Linked DNA regions of Sus scrofa: region 2 is linked to region 1. The links are chromatin contacts, called in public Hi-C maps. All regions are on one chromosome and are shown on one strand. Each heading gives the region's core, a stretch centred on a gene start, on an enhancer-like site or on the middle of the called end of the contact. The rest is flanking DNA. Distances are from core to core; before and after follow the strand shown. Region 1 holds the start of NOL12 (nucleolar protein 12). Region 2 holds the start of GGA1 (ADP-ribosylation factor-binding protein GGA1).

Evidence for each region. Hi-C and Micro-C count contacts between places; a contact is called where the count stands out from the background.
Region 2: a Hi-C map of alveolar macrophages shows a contact between it and region 1, with 3 times the contacts expected there. The contact joins the promoter of GGA1 here to the promoter of NOL12 in region 1. A contact is called at or near these places in 3 of 5 promoter capture datasets (fetal liver, fetal skeletal muscle and liver), 17 of 47 Hi-C or Micro-C datasets (adipose tissue, alveolar macrophages, blood and 11 more) and 2 of 2 datasets of contacts at active chromatin or transcription factors (alveolar macrophages and skeletal muscle).

The regions. Positions count from the first base shown.
Region 1 is chr5:10,141,000-10,146,304 of Sscrofa11.1, forward strand. It overlaps NOL12 (nucleolar protein 12), which reads right to left and starts at 3,157. Exons shown (of 6, transcript XM_003481552.4): 1 at 3,005-3,157; 2 at 871-976; 3 at 568-616; 4 at 1-65. The coding sequence starts at 3,087.
Region 2 is chr5:10,211,385-10,216,689 of Sscrofa11.1, forward strand. It overlaps GGA1 (ADP-ribosylation factor-binding protein GGA1), which reads right to left and starts at 2,446. Exons shown (of 19, transcript XM_021091505.1): 1 at 2,011-2,446. The coding sequence starts at 2,053.

The DNA of each region.
Region 1 (5,305 bases), core at 1,907-4,406:
GGGGTGGTCATACTGCACCGACTCTGTCTTTGCTGTCACTAGCCGGTCCAGTTCGTCTGCCTCCTCTGTGCAGGGTGGGTACAGGACCAGGCCTCAGTCCCAGGGCACAAGAAAGCAGCCCAGCCCGACACCCCGGCCCCAGCCCCAGCCCTCCTCTACTCTATAGGAGGGCATCCAGGAAGTCAACAGCTCCAGAGCCCGGCCTGCAGATGATGGCTATAAATGACCCAACTCTTCCCTCCATGCTCCAGGGAGACCTCAGACCACCTGGTCCCTACTTAGGACAAACCTGGTGTGACACCAGGAGATGCTACCACCCCTAGTCTCTCTGGACCTCAGAAACTGGGCTTTCTGTGCAGGATCAGTTTACCAAGAGGTATGGGTCTGCCCCTGGTCTCGGATCCACTGACATTTAGGGTGATCTGAGGACCACCCCTGGCCCCCAAGTCACCACCAAGACCCCTGCACGTCACATTTTGTGCAGCCCTCACACCCCCTCCCACCCACCAAGGGATAAGGAGACCCAGCCTGTTGGGTGTCCTCCAGGTAAGGCCAAGGGGGGCTTACCCAGAGCTTCCTCTCTCTCTGCCAGCATCTTCAAGTATTCCTGGTGGCGCTGAAACCAAAGGGAAGGGAACAGTGGGAGTGTGGCCTCTCAGTCCAGCCTCAGGCAGAGGCACTGCTCACCTCCAGGATGAGTGAGACCATGGCTGGATGTGAGAGACCAGGAAACCTTCCCCAGAGCTGGGCCCACAGCGACTCTATCCACACAAACTGCTCCCCGGGCCTGCCCACGCCGCCCCTCATCTGCCCATGGAGGCTGCAAGTGCCCCGGAAGTCAGACACTCTCCCACCCGCCCTCCTCTGTACCTCCTCCCGGAGCTTCTTCTGCTCCTCCTTAAGCCGCTGCTTGATCTCCTCAATGGCCGCTTTCTTCCGCTCCACCTTCCGCTTATGGAAGCCTGTCAGATACTCCCTACAGGAAAGAGGCAAGAGAGAAAAATCACATATACAGGTGGCCAACAAGCACATGAAAAAATGCTCAGCATCACTGATTATTAGAAAAATGCAAATCAAAACTACTCTGAGGTACCACCTCACACCTGTCAGAATGGCCATCATTAATAAGTCCACAAATAACAAAGGCTGGAGAGGGTGTGGAGAAAAGGGAACCCTCCTGCACTGCTTGTGAGAATGTAAACTGGTACAACCACTATGGAAAACAGTGTGGAGGTAACTCAGAAAATTAAATCTAGAACTACCATATGACCCAGCAATCCTACTCTTGGACAAATGTCTGGATAAAACTTTCCTTAAAAAAGACACATGCACCTGTATGTTCATTGCAGCCCTGCTCACAATAACCAAGACATGGAAACAACCTAAACGTCCATCGACAGATGAATGAATTAAGATGTGGTATATGTGCACAACGGAATACTACTCAGCCATAAAAAAGAACAAAACAATGCCATTTGCAGCAACATAGATGGAACCAGAGACTCTCATACTAAGTGAAGTAAGTCAGAAAAAGAAAGACAAATACCATATGATATCACTTATATCTGGAATCTAATATACGGCACAAATGAACCTTTCCCCAGAAAAGAAACTCATGGACTTGGAGAACAGCCTTGTGGTTGCCAAGGGGGAGGGAGTGGGATGCACTAGGAATCTGGGGTTAATAGATGCAAACTATTGCTTTTGGAATGGATAAGCAATGAAATCCTGCTGTATAGCACCAGGAACTATATCTAGTCACTTGTGATGGAGCATGGTGGAGGCTAATGTGAGAAAAAGAATGTGTATATATATACAGTTTTCTGTCACTTTGCTATACAGTAGAAAACAGACAGAACACTGAAAACCGACTCTAATGGATAAAATAAAAATCATTTTAAAAAAAGAAAAATCACAAGCAAGTCAGGATACAAGAAAAGAAAGTCTTGCTCCAGGAATGGGGGATGGGGAGGAGCCCATACCGCACTCACTAGGTGCCTGGCATCATTCCAAAAATGTACAGGTGTTAACTTGTCCAATCCTCACAGCAACCTGTGTAGTAGTAGGTATCCCATTTTACAGATGGGAGACACAGAGGCACAGAGAATGTAAGCTTAGGCAAAGAGAGGGAGATGCTGCCTCTCTCCTCTCTCCTCTCCAGAGCTCTCAGCTGCCAGCAACAGGGCCAGGTAGTGGGTACAGGGTGTGGGCCTCTGGAACAGGTAAGGGTCCCTTCTTTGCTGGTAAACTCCACTACCCAGTGAATTAAGCCACCTCTTAAGCCCTTGAGGGCTTTCAAGGCCACCCGCAACCAAACCTCTATAAAATCTCCATTGGACCAAGACCCCACTTCCCCAGGGCCCTCCTCCTGGGCACAACTATAGGTCGTGTTGATGCCATCCTGAGTTTCCAGATGATGCCCCAGGATTTCCCTCTCTCCCCCTATCTGATCGCAGCCCCTTCTCATTTCTCTAGAGCTGACTGCCCTAGGTTTTTCGCTGACCCACCACCATAAGCCCATGTAGCACTCTGAGTGGGGACGCTGATAGTCTGGACGCTGACGCTTAGGGGTCCAACTCAGGGGTCCCAAGACCTGACGCGCACAATCCAAAAGAGTTTAGTAATCGCCTGGTAAATAAATGAATGTAAGCCACTCATTTCATTCACTCATCATTCATAAATAGCTGAGTCTACTGCGTGCGGGGCCGCCGGCCTGGGTGGGGAAGATCAAAGCTGTCGCTCCAAGAACCCAGCTCCCCGCTCTCCGGCCGCGCAAATGGCAGCGCTGGCTGGTAGAGAAGCTGAGAAAAGAAGCGAGGGCGAGGCGGGGCGGGCGATTCCATTCCTCAGGGATGGGGGCCCAGGGCAACCGCTTCCTTCCGCGAGGGAGTTCCACACCTTGAAGAGAGGGCGGGACCGGAAGGGCCCTCCGCGGGAGCGTGGGCCGGCGGCCCTGGCCTTGGCCGGCGGCCCCAACGGGCTCTAGTCGAGCCTTAGCACTCACCGTCGCTTCTCCTCGTCGAAGCTCAGAATGAGCCGCGGCCGCCGGCTATCGCCATCTCGCTTCTTCTTCTTGTTTCGGCCCATAGCGGTAAGGCCTCGGCGGCGCGGCTCCCGCTCACCTGAGACACTTCCGGGTGTAGCACTTCCGGCGTCCCGGACTTGCCCCACAGCCGCGCTCAGTAGTTCCGCCCCGCTCACCAGACCCCGCCTTTTAAAGGGGCCGCCCAGCCTGTCTCCCCCGCACCTCCCTTCCGCGCATTAGAGGCAAAAATCCTTACCCCCTCGGCTGCTACAGCACTCATCCTACTCTTAGACTAGCAGCGGTGAGAGCGAGGCCCTAAAGTCCCAGCGCCTAGCACTGTGTCTCTCAGAGTGTTCAATACAGAGTTATTGGCGAATGGCCAAAGATTGCTGATTTTTTTTTTTCCTGGTCGCACTCTAGCATGTGAAAATTCCCGGGCCAGGGATCGAACCCTTCCTTGCCAAAGTAGCGACCTGAGCCGCTGCAGTGACAACGTGGGAAGCACCAGAGGTTGGAGGAGCTCAGGGGTGGCTCCTCCAGTGGAGGGATTCCCAGAGGAAGTGACCCCAGAACAGTTCGAGAGTGGGGATAACCCACTCTTAGGACCCATTGCTCTTCTTGGACAAGTGACTGGAGCCCAGAGAGAAGGTAAGCACACATATATTAAGTGCCTACTGTATGCCAGGTATACAAAGAAGGCAACTGTTATCTCAGAGAGGGGACGTGACTTGTCTAGAGTTACACTGCTGTTCTGTGGTAAAGCGAGACTTGACCTGGGTCACTGGCCTCATGGCCCAGCATCCTGGACCGCTAGCCTGAGGAATCACTCTCCCAGTAGCCAGCACACCCCATTGCCCTATGATAAATTTTGAAAGGAGCCATAGGCACACTGTCGGTGCAGCTCTCCATGAATGTTGAATCCATTTCACAAGGGTCCACTACCTGGCAGATTCTTTTGTGGGCGCTGAGAGTTTTCTTCAAATCAAGGGCACAGCAGGAGGCTGCCTGAATGATGGGGCTACAGGGTGATTAACTGACCCTCTGCTGCCCCCTAGTGGCCATGCCCCATGCCCTCCTTGGCACCCTCCCCCTAGGCAGAGCATTGTCCTGGCTGCAGTGATGCCCCCGACAGGAATGTCTCTTTTTGGGTTTTGGCTTGTTTTTGTTTTTATGACCACACCTGTGGCATATAGAAATTCCCAGGCAAGGGGTCTAATTGGAGCTGCCGGCCTACACCACAGCCACAACACCAGATCTGCGCCTCATCTGCGACTTACACCGAAGCCTGCAGCAATGCCAGATCCTTAACCCACTGAGTGAGGCCAGGGGTTGAGTCTACATCCTCATGGACACCATGTCGGGTTCTTAACTCTCTGAGCCACAACGGGAACTCCGATTATCTCTTTTTGTTACAGAACACAGGTTTGGCTGCTCGCTGCTCATAAGCCAATAATTTGAGAGGCAAATGTCAGTAGAAAGGCAAATCAGAAAGCTGGCAGTCTGGGGAGATGGTGGACTTGTGTCCAGTGACCAGCTCCAAAGATTCTGCTCAGCTGTGACAGTTCTTTTTTTTTTTTTTTTTCTTTTTAGGGCCGCACCCACGGCATATGGAAGTTTCCAGACTAGGGGTTGAATTGGAGCTACACCTGCCGGCCACAGCCACAGCCACAGTCACGCAGGATCCGAGCCACGTCTGCGACCTACACCACAGCTCACGGCAACACCGGATCCCCAACCCACTGAGCGAAGCCAGAAATGGAACCCTCATCCCCATGGATCCTAGTCGGATTCACTTCTTCTGCGCCACAATGGGAACTCTGCCGTAACAGTTTTTAAAGGGAAAAATGGGAGGGAAGAATCTCAGGGAATTATCAAGGCAGGAGGTTGGGTTCCGCATCAGTCTTCATTGCGTGCAGATGGCTGACTCTTTGGATTTATCTTGCCTGAGTGATCTACCTGCAGTATGGCTTAGGGGGGCTGTTGGGGATAGAGAGCGAGTCATTTTTTTCAACTGCTCAATTCTTCATTCTTCTTTTTATTTAGGAAAAGAATTGACAGTGTAGACAAGGCATGGTGTGCCTTCAGGAGAGCATAAATCAGGAGTTAGTTTCAGTTGCTTGGCGATCTCATACCTATAATTAGGTTCTTTTAAGGTTAGAAGGCAACAACGGGAAAGGGGCAAAAGAAGCTGTTTCACTTTGAGGTATGAAACGAGGCTCAGAGAGGTGCAGTCACTTACCTGAGGTCACACAGATGAGAAGAGCAAGTGCTGAAGGTGAA
Region 2 (5,305 bases), core at 1,196-3,695, 70 kb after region 1:
TTCCCAGGAGCCCTGCAGAGTTCTCCAGTCCCGGGAGAAATGAAGCCCCTGCTGACCACCAGGAATAGGCCCCTCCAGCTACTCTGCCACCCAGCCCCCCAACACCGTCAGAGGCGGGGGAACACCAGCCTGCAGTGAGAAAGATAGACTAGGGCTGGCTATTGCCTACCCAATGACATCCAGCTGGGGACCCTGAATCAGGAAGTCCTGTAAAGTGTCAGAGACGCATGAGTCTGAGTGAGGACAGAGAAGCTGGTTCTCGAGCCTGCTTCTGAGTCACAAGCCAGGGAGGAAGAAGTAATGGCATCATAAGACATCATCTCTGCATCTGGTTCAGAGCGAGGGCCTCTGGGTCCAAGGTGCTCTGAATAATTTCTCTGGCCCTGGCCCCCAACTCCCAGCCCCCTTACCTCTGCCTGGCCGGGGCGGGGGGGGGGAGAGCACCCTCCCCAGCAGGCAGCAGGGGAGAGCACCCAGGGAGGGAAGGGGTGTTTCACAACAGGGCGTGTGACTCTGCTCTGTCACCCTACAGTGACGGGAACATCATCACTGACCCACCAGAAGCTACTTTTTACCTCCAGCCACTGTGAGGGGAGAACTTATAATTTTGTGAGGGGATGAAAAAGAAAACAATCTCAGCCCCAACTGGAGTCCAGCCTCCTGCCAAACCTGTGTGCCCTGACTCCTGTCTGTTCCTCAGATCAGATCCTCTGACCCTGCAGAAAATCCCCACTGCTGCTCAACCTGACACTGGTTTTGTATCAGCCACAGCCCAAGGCCTGCGGCGGTCAGATCTATCAACCAGGGCCCTGCCCATCCCCCCCAGTTATTGCTGTGACCTGGACACTTGTGGCGTTCCAGAACAGTCTCGATGGCCGCTGAGTGCTTCCTTTCCAGGCCCTCCCCCTCCGCTGGAGACAGTGTGATTCTGGGACCAACCTCAGAACTCAACTCTGCACAAGACTGGCTTCAAAGGGGCTGATCATAGCCCCCCAACACCCTGGGCAGCTCCCTGGTGTGCCTGAGGCCAGGAGGCTGAACTGAAGGTAGACCTGAGCAGAGGCTGCCCCGAGGTCCTGTGGCAGATGTGGGCCCAACAGGAAGAAAGACTTGAGAGGGAGCTGTCACCAGCCCGGGGAGAAGCAAGCCATGCTTTGAGGGGTTGTGAGAGCTGAAAAGCTTCTGTAGTGTGGGATAGGGAGGTCAGGTGGACCGTGTAGCGGCTGATACTCTGAAAGCCAGGTATTAGGAAGAGACACAGGAGGGGATGCAGAGGCATTTGGAGGAAGCCAGGAGAGGGCTGGGAAAGGAGTCTGGTGAGGGTGCAGAAGCCAAGGGGCTGGGTTGAGGGCAGGGATAGAGACCTTGAAATTACTTCTGGAGTCTGAGACCGGACTCAAACCTGTAGGGTTTAGGGGTTTCTCACTATGTGGCCAGAACTCGGGGGCTCTCATGGGTTAGTGGACCCTCCCTTCCTGGGTGGGGGAACGAGCAAATCTGAGCGGAGATGCAAGCTCAAGGAATGGATAGGAGCGAGTCACGCATGCAGCGTCAGAAAGCGGAGGATTCGGGGTTCCAGGGGAGCAGGATCCCTCCCTCTTGGGTCTGAGGTTCAGCCCCAGGGGCTGCTCGCTTGCTACCATCCCGGGCTCCTTGGAAAGACTAGGGCGTCCGTTCCGCGTTGAAGTCTGGGCCCGAGGGGGTTGGAGGCTGCTTTCTCCATCCCGGAGGTTCTGGGCACAGAGAGGGGCGCAGCTCACTCCTCCCTGGGGGTCGCTGCCCTCGGATCGGAAGGGTAGGCGGCGCCCGCTCGCGTCGCCAGTCCGCGCACCTGCTGGGGTCTCTATTCAACCCAGAGTCTGAGGTACCGGCTTGGGACACCGTCCCTCCCCGGGCCGGGGGCGGGGCGTGAGGAGGGGGCGCCCCGTACCCCGCCTCCGTCGGGAAGGGGCCCGCCTAGTGCCCCTGGTTCCGGTTCCGGTCCGGCCCGCGCCCCTCCCGGACACTCACTGATTCGCGCCTCCAGAGTCTCCGGCTCCATCGCGGGCTCCATCCGCCACGGGCCCCCAGCCTCGGCACCGCCCCCCGCCCCCCGCCGCTCTCGCGGGACCTCCTCGGCACCGCCCTCGGCCGATTAAAGGGGCAACGTCCGTCCCAACGCGCGAGAGCGGAGCGTGAGAGCATTCAGCACCATAGAGACGAGAACTACTCGCCTAGAGCGTCACTTGCTCGCCCAACCCCTCCCCTAAGCGGCGACTGCGGGGGGAGGAACGGGTTGCCGGCCTCCTCGTCCACAGCGCTCAGGCCGGAGAGGAAGCAGAAGGACTCGGGGCTGAGAGCTGCACCATGGAAACCCCGCGGGACGCTCTAATTCGTTTCGCGTCACGAAAACGCTTGTGACCGCTTCCGGCCGAACGTTCCACCGCCATCTTTTTGAGGGGCTCTTAGGTCACTTCCGGAATCCTGAGCGGGTATTTCCGCTTAGATGTAAACATGGCGGGGCCTTAAAAGGGCAACGACTTACTTGGGCCGTTAAAGTTTATTGAGTGTTTACAGTTGTCCAAGCATCGTTTTAAGCACTTTTTTTTTCCCCCTTGGCTGCGTCCAAAGCATGTGGAAATTCCCAGGCTAGGTATTGAACCTGCGCCACAGCAGTGACAACAGGGGATCCTTAGCCGGCTAAGCCACCAGGGAACTCCTTTGAGAACTTTTACACATTTTTCTATTTACTCCTCACAACAAACCAATGAACCGGATCGTTTGAGGTCACACAAGTGGCAAAGCCCGAACCCCGTGCTATCTCCTGCATTCATTCTGAGATCATTTCATGCACCCCGCAGTTTCCAGGCCCCGGGGCACGTCACGAGCTCACCTGGGTCCGTTTCCTTCTGTCGCCCCCTGGCGGCCTTCCGGGGAACTGACCCGTGGTGTGCTCGGGAGCCTCCCTGTCTCCTGGAGGGTTAAAGGGAATCTGGCGAATCCGGTTCTGCTCAGCCGTTGCCTTCGCAAGCGACCTCGATTCACCTTGCAGAACCGAGGTGACCTCATCAGGGAGTTTGAGAGGCATGTGCTTGGGTCAGTTTTTCCCCTAAACTCAACTATTCAGCAAACCGAGATGCTTTTCTCAACTCTCCCCCACAAACCATTAAAATTATACAGGAAAGTGATATGTATGTTTATTGCATTCCTCAATAAAAGCTGTAACATAATATGTACTTAGAGCTCTTTTCGTTTGTTTCTTTTATTACTGTGACATGAATTGTTACAGAAATAATACATTTACCGCACTGATTTAGGGGCACATGCAGTCTGTCCAGGGTCACGTTTTAAAGAGAGCAGAGATTTGACCAGGGTTCAAATTCTGACCTCGCTGCTTTCCAAACTGCCCTAGGACAAGTCACTTAGCCTCCTTGGATCTCAAGACTTCCCATCTGAATCATTCTTGTTAGAATTCAGTGAACCAGTGTTTGCTAAGTGAATCCCCCCAACACAGGCTCCCCACTCACTGTCTCGGCTGAACTTTTCTCCTTAGCACCTGTCTCCACTGATTACTTCTTTTCTTCATCGTGTCTTTTGTCTCTTGCCCCCACTGGAAGGTAAGCTCTGTGAGGACGAGGAATTTCATCTATTTGGTTCATCGATGTATCCTCAAGGCTTGAAAGAATAACTGGCACATAAGTGTTCAATCAACACGCATTGAGGTGTTTCCTGGCGGCTCAGTGGGTTAAGGATTCGGGGTTGTCACTGTTTTGGCTCCGGTTGCAGCTGTGGCGCAGGTTGGCTCCCTGGCCCAGGAACTACAGCATGCCATGGGTGCGGCCAAAAAAAAAAAAAAAAAAAAATCATGCATTGAATGCATGAATGAGTTGAAACTATTATTCATAAGCTTTACCGGCAGAGGGATGCAGGAATGTGCCCACTGTTGCACAGCAAACGGGGAGCGGGGGAGCCAGGTCATACATTTGATGACAGCTCTAGGCTTGCCTCATTGAGTCCTGAAGAGCAGGGTTGGTGACGAGTCAGAAAAGTGGCTATGCAGGTAAGGCCTGGCCCAGACTGGGGCTCAGGGTACAAGGTTTGGAAGGAGGAACTTGAGAAGGGGGTTGAAGGCGAGGATGGTTGAAGGAAAGACCAAGAGAGCAAACAGGAAACTCAGAAATTGGGCTCTTCGGGGTTTTTTTGTTTGTTTGTTTTTGTCTTTTTGTCTTTTCTAGGGCTGCACCCGCGGCATATGGAGGTTCCCAGGATAGGGGTCTAATTGGAGCTGTAGATGCTGGCCTACACCGGAGCCACAGCAACGCGAGATCTGAGCCACATCTGCGACCTACACCACAGCTCACGGCAACACTGGATCGTTAACCCACTGAGTGAGGCCAGGGATCGAACCCGAAACCTCATGGTTCCTAGTCGGATCCATTAACCACTGAGCCAGGACAGGAACTCCAGAAATTGGGCTCTTTGACGGCTGTTCCTGTCTCCACCACGAGTTCCTCCGAGTGACTCGTGGAACCCCTAGGAGGGGCTGGGGATGGGCAGGTAACGCTGAGCTGTCCTTGAAGCAGCTCCCACTGACCTCCAAGGATGAATGCCCCAGGCCCACCCCAGGGAAACCCCTCCAACACTGGAGATGCTGGTGAGGATGGGCCGGGGAGGAGGAAAGAGGAGAGAGACGCATGTGAAGGGCAACCGATCCTTTCTCAGGAGGCTTGTGGGGGGTTCAGGGAATAAGTTGACATACGGCCTCAAGTCCAGCCCCTCTGACCTCAGCCAGAACTTGGAGCACATCTCGCTTCCAGGCAGACCCCTGGGGATGGGGACACAGAGGCCCATGGCTGTCACTGCGTAGTCCTCACTCAGACCTCAGAGTTGGGAATTACTCTCCCTGTTTTTTTTTTAAATTAATTAATTTATTTTTATTCTTTCTGATTTTGGCCATGCCCATGGCACATGGAAATTCCTGGACCAGGGATCAAACCTGCAGCACAGTGGCGGCCCGAGCTGCTGCAGTGACAACGCCGGATCCTTAACTTGCTGTGCCACAAGGGAACTTCCGAGGAGTTAACATTTAAACCGAGAAGCCAGGAGTTTCTGTTGTAGCTCCGCGGGTTACCAACCCCACTAGTATCCATGAGGATTTAGGCTTGGATCCCAGGCCTCGCTCAGTGAGTTAAGGATCTGGCATCCCCATGAGCTGTGGCGTGGGTCACAGACATGGCTCACATCCTGCATTGCTGTGGCTGAGGCACAAATGCAGCTCCTATTTGACCCCTAGCCTGGGAACTTCCACATGCCACAGGTGTGGCTC